2 separate regions of the Pan troglodytes genome follow, and region 1 is linked to region 2. The links are chromatin contacts, called in public Hi-C maps. All regions are on one chromosome and are shown on one strand. Each heading gives the region's core, a stretch centred on a gene start, on an enhancer-like site or on the middle of the called end of the contact. The rest is flanking DNA. Distances are from core to core; before and after follow the strand shown.

Region 1 (4,372 bases), core at 141-2,640, 450 kb before region 2:
AGAAGCTTGGGCACAAGATTTTAGTGAAGAGGGCAACTGAAAAGGCTGGATAAAGTAGGGGACAGGTACCTTGTAAGGGTCCATGATGCGCAGGTAAAGGACTCCATCAATTTGCAGAGTTACATTGTCTGTAGAACCAGGAGAGAAAACGGGGAAAGTCAGGCCTCTAGGTCCCAACCAGTTCTTTCTACTAAGCTCTGGATCTACAGCAACCACATCCTAATAGCCTCAGAGCACCCATGTCACCCTGAACCCCTCACCGAGAGTCACAGCCGACTGCTCAGGCACATTGATGACAATTTCCTTGAGACTCTGCACATATCGGATCCGGTCTAACACAGGGATGAGGATGTTCAAACCCTGGAAAGAGGAGTCATGGGTCCTCAGAAGGCTGGGAACTATTGGGTTGGGACCTAAGCTAGTCCTGGAGTATGTAGGGAGTCAACACATGGAACATGCCCAGAAAAGCAGCAGCTCCTACCAAGAAATAAGTCCTCAGAAGGCTGAGGTGTCACTGGTAAGAAAACCCAAGAGAACAGGAATGCAAGACTAGGCCCCTGAATGGAGAGGAGAGTCATGAGAATCGGAGCCAGCAGAATAGCCATCTCTATGCAGACTGAGAGGTAGGGCTGAGAGTGGGCAGGGGAGATTCCCAAGAATGGGGCCTGTGAGATGCATAGGAAAAGGTGGTAACATGGGGATGATGGTCAGCAGCCTGGGCCCTGTCAGGTCTGGCCTACAGAGTCGGGAGCTAACAGTGCGGGCAGGCCCAAAGGAGGTCCTCCCGACATTGCATGTCGTGAGGGATTGGTCATCTGGCTAGCCCAGGGTGGGCAGAAGAGGTTTCTCACAGGCTCCAGGATCCGGTGGAATCGGCCCATTCGCTCCACCACCCAGGCCTCCTGCTGCGGCACGAACAGTACCACGGTGTTTCGGGGCAATCCAGAGGAGGCGCGGCGCGGAGCGCGGCCAGAAGCCAGTAGAGAGCCCTGAAGGAAAGAAGAGGGTGAGCAGAGATCCCATCTGGCCAGACACGCCGCCCCTCGGTCCTGAAGGCATCTCCATAAACCATGACCCTCAGGATCCTCGGAGAGAGAATCACATGGGGACCATGACCTCTGACCCCAGTCCTCTCCAACAGTTGGAATTTCGCTCTTTTCCAGCGAAGAACCCAGGTAATCTCTGTCCCGACCCTCTGGAAAGGTTGCCTCGCTCTCACCCTCAGCAAAAGGGCCCCAGTGCCCCGCGCCGCGCGCGCCAGCATTTCCCACCGCCGCAGCGACCTCCGGAACCAACGAGACAAGCGGAGCCGTCGCTCCCAGAAGCCTACCCGAGCCTTTCCTCTTGCAGTTCCGCTCCCCCGGATGTACTTCCGGCCGTTGCCTCCCACCCCTTCAACACTCACCCAATCAGCGTTACTTGGTCTAACGGCGCGTCAAGTTGTTCCCTGGGAAACGCAGACCTTCTAGAGAAGGGCGAAGGCTGTGGTTGTTCTGGGTTTAGCTGTTCACGCCGAAGATCCCCGGCCTGATGGCCAAAATGGAGGCTATTTTTCGCGGGCATTATCACTCAGACACCACGCACTGAATTCTTCGTCCTCACCCGAGACTCAAGTTTGCCCACCAGAGCGTAGAATCGCCCCCATCTGTCACCATAGCGACTAGTGGATTGGAGCTGACTCGTTGCCATGGTTGCCATAGTGATATTCTCTGGTAGTCCTGCTGTGTTGTGCCCAGGACTCCCACTGGGGACTGACCCCAATCCTGTTGCCATGGAAACTGGGCCTAACATTGCCTGGCGATTGGGCCGAGATTTTCCCCTCCCTTCTTTCCTCAAAGACACTGCAGCTCCTTCCCTGTCTTCCCAAGCAAGGTTTGTTATGCCCGGTCTTAAATACAGAGTCCAGCAAACAGCCTCAACGTTCAACCTTGTCTGGAGCATGTCACCTTGCCCACATCCCTAATGCTCTGGTAGTCAAGAGACCTCCGTAGTCACCTCCATTTTACATATGAGGGCACTGAAGTTCTGAGGGGCTAAAGTCATTAATAGAACCAGTATTAGAATCCTGATCTACAATTCAGAGTTCAGCTTCTACGGCTGAACTTTACCCACCAACCCCTCCGAAAGGAGAAAAACCAGGCCCCAGGAATCAGCAGGGACTAGCCTAAGACCTCATGGGCCCAGGCCTGTTGCCTCTCTGGTAGAAAGGGCTGAGTCCCAGCTCCAGGAAGGCCCTCCATCCCCCTTCACACCCTCTCCCCAACAACAACAACAAAAGTAGAGCTTAGTTCAAGTTTCCAACAAGAATTTATTCTTTCTGTTTTAATCTTTTTTTCTAAAAAAAAGTACCAGGTACAATTTTTTCCTGTTTTTGATTTGCTTTGTTTTTTCAAGTTTCAGCAAATGCTTGTTCCCCTCAGCCCAGCCCCAGGAGTTGGGACTGAGGCTGGGTCAGAGTCTGGAGTGGGGAATGGGGTAGTTTGGAACCACATGACTGAGTTTGAGGGGTGCCCCTCACCCCAGCTGAGGTAGGTGGGTCAGAGTCTGGCCAGGTGAGAGGAGGCACCCCAGTGCTTGGCCCTGACTCTGCCCCCTGGACACCTTCTTCAGTCAGGACCCCAAAGCAAGGAGACACAGGTAGGAGGAGAGGGACAATTGGAGTCTGGAGCCCTAGGTGAGGGGTGGTTAACCCCTGTGTGTGTGCATACATGCACACTCACAAACACATACCACACAAAGACAAGCTTGTGCACACACACATACGCATAACTTGGCTTTCAGAGATAGGTCAGAGGGTAGGGGAAGTGAAGGGACTAGGGGAAGGACAGGGGAAGCTGAGTCTTTGGCTACTGACTCAGTCCCTCTGGAATAGCCCCTCTTCCCTCAGCTGAGGGAGAGCAGTTCTCCTCCTGCCCCCACCGCATAAGCCTCTTCAACTCCTGAGGTTGGAGCAATATCTGAGAGTGGGAAGCGGGGAGGAGTGATGCCAATTATCAGGTGTGGGAGGTTACCAAGGCAATCCAATTTGAATAAATTATAAATTAAAAATAAATAAAATAATAAGTGGCCCCTGCCCAGGACAGGGAGGCAACGCTGGCATAACTTGCCTGGGAACTTGAGAAAATCTCAGGGTAGCTCTGGTTCCTCCCTACTACCTAAGCTGGCCTGGGAAACCCAAGGGAGGGGACAGGCACATGGAGTACCCGAAGTAGGGCAGGGTGTAGTAAGAATCAGAAGCTTTAAACACCCAAATAATCCATTTGGGTGTGAGCATGGTGAGGGCTTTAATTCAAGCCTGAAGGGTCTCTTCCTGTCTCTCCATATATGTTCTCTAAGATGGAGCAGGATGGGCAGGTCATTAGCCCGCATGGGTTCAGAGTGCTGGCAATCAGGGCAAAGGTGAATAACGTGGATTATGAGGGGCCTCGGTCACAGCCTGCAGTTCGTAGGGGAGCCCTGTGTCCAGCTCCAGGCTCCGACGGGAAAAAAGCAGGCGGATATCTCCATGCAGGCTTAAGCGGCCTGAGCGGGAGCTCCGGAACCTGGAGGAGGACAATGTGATCAACGTAAGAATCCAGGCTGGGTTCAGTGGCTCATGCCTGTAATTCCAGTGCTTTGGGAGACCCAGGTGGGAGGACTGCTTGAGCCCAGGAGTTGGAGACCAGCCTAAGCAACATAGCGAGACCCCATCTCTGAAAATAAATAAATACATACATATATACGTACATACATACATAAAAATTTAAAAATAAACTAAGCAAGAATCCGGACAGTATCGAAGCAAGGAGAGGTCCTCTTCAGGGAGGGGATACCTGGGCCTCCCCAGCCATCCCTGGGCCCTCTCCTCACCTGAGGTGCAGCAAGTAGCAGAGGAGGCGGTGGGTGGGGTTAGCATTTCCCTCCTCACCCACAGGCACCAAAGAGAGGCGATGGCGCAGGAAGGTCATGTGGGCAGCAGGCATGTCCGAGAAGTCAAAGGTCACGAGGAACATCTTTACCACAGTCTGGTTGGGGTTAAATAAGGTCTAGGGACAGGACAGTCAAGGTTGGTAGGGCCTGAGGGCTGCTTTCCTCTCTCCCCACTCCCACTCCCTCAGGGCAAACTCACCACTTGGACGGTGCCCACCTTGGGCACGCTGTAACCCTTCCTCCCCAAGGGGTTCAGATCCACGATGCCCTGGAAGGCCAGGGAGCCATCAGTCAAGGTGGGGACTAGGAAAACCCTGGGCCCTAAACACATGTCCCTCTCCATAAGCTCTCACCCTGAACCTGCCCCTGCCCTACACTAGAGTTCTCCTCACCTGGCCCTGACTCACTTCTAGGTGAGGAATAAGTAAGAAATACCTCTTGCCCCCTGGCCCCGCCCCCAAAT
Region 2 (4,120 bases), core at 168-2,667:
AAGGAACTGAGGAACTGGGGGACTGGGGCTATTTAACCTAGAGAAAAACTGACTCGGGTGAATACGGTCTCTGTCTCTGGTTTTCTTAACGAATGTCACATAGAAAAGTGAGAAAACTTATTCTGTGTATTCCCTGAGGGTAGAACTAAGACCCATTCCCCACAGGGGCCCCCTTCTTACCTGATCTTATTCCTCTGCCTCAGTCTGTATCCTGGGAACTTAGCAGAGAGGAGTTTTAAAAGGGTAGGAATAAGCAGTCTAATTCAGACATACTTTGTATAGGGGGTATAATAATGCTGTGGTTGGGATGACCTAATCCGATAGCCAGAGTCAGCTCAGCCTTGAAAACTGATACTTAAATAGGCGGAAAGGAAGAACACATTCCTGATGGGAAAAGCAGTGGGCTTCATGACAGGGATGGACTGGGAAGAGTAGGGTCAGTGGGGGCAGGTGTGGAAGTCTGAAGGGAGAGCAGCCTAGCTCATAGCAGGTGTGGGCAACTAGCTCACTGAGAAGATTAGACTTTATTCTGGGAGATAAAGTTTGTATCTCAGAAGCTAGTTGGTGTATGTAAGAAGCTTCTGGTTGTAGTGAGACTGGCTTGAATCAAGAGTGACCGTGGAGATTCCCTCATTTAACAGATCGTTTTTCACTGCATACTGTGTGCCAGCCTCTGTTCCAGGCATTATGGATCCAGCAGTGAACAATATAAAATCCCCACTTTTCTGGAGCTCTTAGGAGTAGTAATGGACAATAAACACATTAAAAGGACAACTTTTAATTGCTGGAAAGTTCAACAATGCTGAAAAGAAAATGAAACAGGGTAATGGGATAGAGAGCAACTTGCCAGAGGGGCTGAGGTAGTCAGAGAAGGTCTTATTGAGGGGGTGATATTTGAGCTGATGCCTGAATGGTGAGAAGATTCAGACAGAAAGAAAAGCAGGTGCAAAAGGCCTGGGGATGTTCATGCATCTGGTGTGTTTAAGGACGGGGAAGTGTGGCTGGAGCACAGTGGGCCAGGGAGAATGCAGCGTTTGTGTAAGCAGTGACTGGGGATAGCAGGAGGGTGGAGCTTGAAAGTGTCCTCTGGGAGTGATTCAGAAGCACCTCCCTAATGGGATTGTGGTCCCCATCCCCTCTGACTCTTTGATGTAAATAAGATGAGGGATAGGAAAACCTGGCCTGATACAATTTCACATGTAGTACAATGTGGTAAAAAGAACAGTGGCTCTGAAATCAGACTCTGGGTTAGGCAGAATTCTAGCTCTGCCACTTCCTAGTTATTTGACCTTGAGCAAGTGCTTTAATCTGTCTACATTTCACATTTCCTAATATGTCAAGTAAGAGAACTAATTCCCGCCTCGCAGAGCTACTGAGCCCCCCTGCTGGTGAGCTTTCACCAGGGCTTTAGACCGGGTGCGTGCTTATAGCGCCATCTTACGTTTATTCGGAGATCTACAGTGTTTTGTTGGAAGTGCAGTCCATCCACTGTCGCACTCCAGTGTCCTGGAGTTTTGTGTTTAGTTCTGAGCACCACGTTTTGAAGGACATTGACCTGAAGACTGCCTGAAAGAACAGGAGAGGCCCAGCCTTGGGGAACATACCTCCGTTCAGGGGGAGCAAATGTGGACTCTGAGGTTCCAATGCCAGGATCGTGAAAAGAGTGGGAGTGGGGGTAGATACAGATAACAGGTAGGCTGCAAGTAAAGAAATATCTTACTATGGTTCGATATGCTCAGCAATGAAATGTGCTGGCATGATTGGAGATGGGATAATGAGCAAAAGCTTGAAGTCAATAACATCTGAAACATTTTCATCACTGAAAATGTGTGTGACTGTGACTCCAAGACTTAGAAACAAAGAAAATGGTTCTGCCATTGACAGAAATGGAAGTCATTGGAAAAAAGGAGAAAGGTGATGGATAAGCGGTTATAGCACATTTTAAGTGAAAGCAGAACTATAAAGCAGAATGATCTGGAGATGAAGAGGAAGGTCCAGGCTAAAGCTGTGGGTTTGGGAGTCATCCCGTAGAAGTCTGAACTCAAACTTCTCAAGAAATAAAGTGTAAGGTGAGATGCAAGAGTTGAGCCTTAAGATACACTCACCTTTGGAGTCAAGAAAATGAAGAGGGACTGAACAGCAGAGAGGTACAAGACAGTCCAGCACCATAAAAGCAATAGGAAGCGTTTTACAAAAGAGGGGAGCAGTGTCCCATTCCACGAACTTCTACCCCATTCAATTCCTGCCAGCCAGGTCCCTGCCCCTCTCCCCTCTCCCATCTCTGCTTCTGGGTTTTCTCTCATATGGGTTTCAGTGTCTGTCTACTGATTTCTTCTCCATCCCTTTGCTACAGGGGGTGGCACTGAAAGCCGACCAGTCCTTCGCTACAGCAAGGAACAGAGGCCAACCACGCTGCCCATCCAGCCCTTCGTGTTCCAGCACCACTTCCCCAAGCAGCTGGCCAAGGCCCGGGCCCTCCACAGCCTTTCCCAGCTCTACAGCCTCTCAGGCTGCAGCCGTACACAGCAGCCTGCCCCACTGGCTGCCCCTGCTGCTCAAGTCTCAGTCCCAGCTCCCTCAGGGGAACCGCAGGCATCCACTCCCCGAGCCACTGGCAGAGGTGCCAGGAAAGCTGGGTCTGAGCCAGAGACCTCTCGGCCATCGCCCCTGGGCAGCTACTCCCCCATCCGGAGTGTTGGCCCCTTTGGGCCCAGCACTGACTCTTCTGCCTCCACTTCGTGCTCCCCTCCCCCAGAGCAGCCCACAGCCACAGAAAGCCTGCCCCCATGGAGCCACTCCTGTCCTCCTGCTGTCCGGCCTGCCACCTCCCAGCAGCCGCAGAAGGAGGATCAGAAGATACTGACCTTGACTGAGTACCGGCTCCATGGAACAGGAAGCTTGCCGCCTCTGGGCTCCTGGCGATCTGGCCTCAGCCGAGCAGAGAGCCTGGCCCGGGGAGGTGGTGAGGGCAGCATGGCCACCAGGCCCAGTAATGGTACGAGCTCCAGCATCTCCCTACCCAACCCGCCGCCTCACGCAAGCACTTCCACCACCTCCCCTTTGAGTGGTTGCTTACACTCTCACCTGGGGCCAGAGGTTAGGATGTCTGCATCCCTCCCCCAGCATCTGTAGATAATATCCACAGATAATCTAGTGTTTCACATGGGCCCACTGGGTGGATGTGAAACTCTGTCTCGCTGTCTCCTGCCAACTCTTGTCTTTCTGCTAATCTGTTCTGCTTCCAGCCAACCACCTATCCCCTCAAGCCCTCAAGTGGCGGGAATACAGGAGGAAGAACCCACTAGGGCCACCTGGTTTGTCAGGGAGCCTAGACCGAAGATCACAAGAAGCTTGGCTGGCCCGAAGAAACCCTATCTTTGAGTTCCCTGGCTCCCTCAGTGCTGCCAGCCATCTGAACTGCCGGCTGAATGGTGTGTGAGCAGGGTCCCCAGTACACCCGGGGCAGGCTCCGTCATGGCTGGAAAGGGCTAGAGAAGGGGTCAGTCCCAAAGGAACGTGTCTCAGACGGTGCGAGGCACTGAACTGGGCTGGAACTCCTGCACTGAGAGTTGCTCAGGATTGACTTTTCTCTTCTTTCCAGGCCAAGCAGTGAAGCCGTTACCACTGACCTGCCCTGACTTCCAGGACCCCTTTTCCTTGACGGAGAAGCCTCCAGCTGAGTTTTGTCTGTCCCCAGATGGCAGCTCAGAGGCCATTTCCATTGACCTGCTTCAGAAAAAAGGTGCATACAACCCCCAGCTCAGGCCAGGGACTCTGCTGTCACTACCTCCTCACACTTGCCCTACTACCTAGCCAGTCTGAAACCTCTAAGTGCTGGCTGGGCCCAGTGGCTCACGCCTGTAATCCCAGCACTTTGGGAGGCCAAGGCAGGTGGACCATGAGGTCAGGAGTTCGAGGCCAGCCTGGCCAACATGGTAAAACCCCATCTCTACTAAAAATACAAAAAAAATTAGCTGGGTGTTGTGGTGGGCGCGTGTAATCCCAGCTACTTGGGAGGCTGAGGCAGGAGAATTACTTGAACCCAGGAGGTGGAGGTTGCAGTGAGCCAAGATCACACCATTGCACTCCAGCCTGGGCAACAAAACTGAAAACTCCTTTT

Evidence for each region. Hi-C and Micro-C count contacts between places; a contact is called where the count stands out from the background.
Region 1: a contact with region 2 is called in a Hi-C map of stem cell-derived neural progenitor cells, with 2.6 times the contacts expected there. The contact joins the promoter of STOML2 here to the enhancer-like site in region 2. A contact is called at or near these places in 2 of 7 Hi-C or Micro-C datasets (induced pluripotent stem cells and stem cell-derived neural progenitor cells) and 1 of 1 datasets of contacts at active chromatin or transcription factors (stem cell-derived excitatory neurons).

Annotation. Positions count from the first base shown.
Region 1 is chr11:80,880,377-80,884,748 of NHGRI_mPanTro3-v2.0_pri, reverse strand. STOML2 (stomatin like 2) reads right to left here and starts at 1,390. Exons shown (of 10, transcript XM_520553.7): 1 at 1,220-1,390; 2 at 852-989; 3 at 261-360; 4 at 70-128. The coding sequence starts at 1,264. ATOSB (atos homolog B) reads right to left here. Exons shown (of 9, transcript XM_009456558.4): 7 at 4,109-4,177; 8 at 3,850-4,025; 9 at 2,289-3,542. The coding sequence ends at 3,389.
Region 2 is chr11:80,429,653-80,433,772 of NHGRI_mPanTro3-v2.0_pri, reverse strand. It overlaps RUSC2 (RUN and SH3 domain containing 2), which reads left to right. Exons shown (of 11, transcript XM_024345625.2): 2 at 2,354-2,995; 3 at 3,246-3,431; 4 at 3,602-3,742. The coding sequence starts at 2,974. Among named protein-coding and RNA genes, the nearest start is that of CIMIP2B, 13 kb to the right of the region's middle. Within about 2 kb of position 1,417, at least 8 of the 24 cell types and tissues checked have an H3K27ac peak or open chromatin away from gene starts, as enhancers often do. A contact at or near this core is called in induced pluripotent stem cells and stem cell-derived neural progenitor cells, where this site is marked.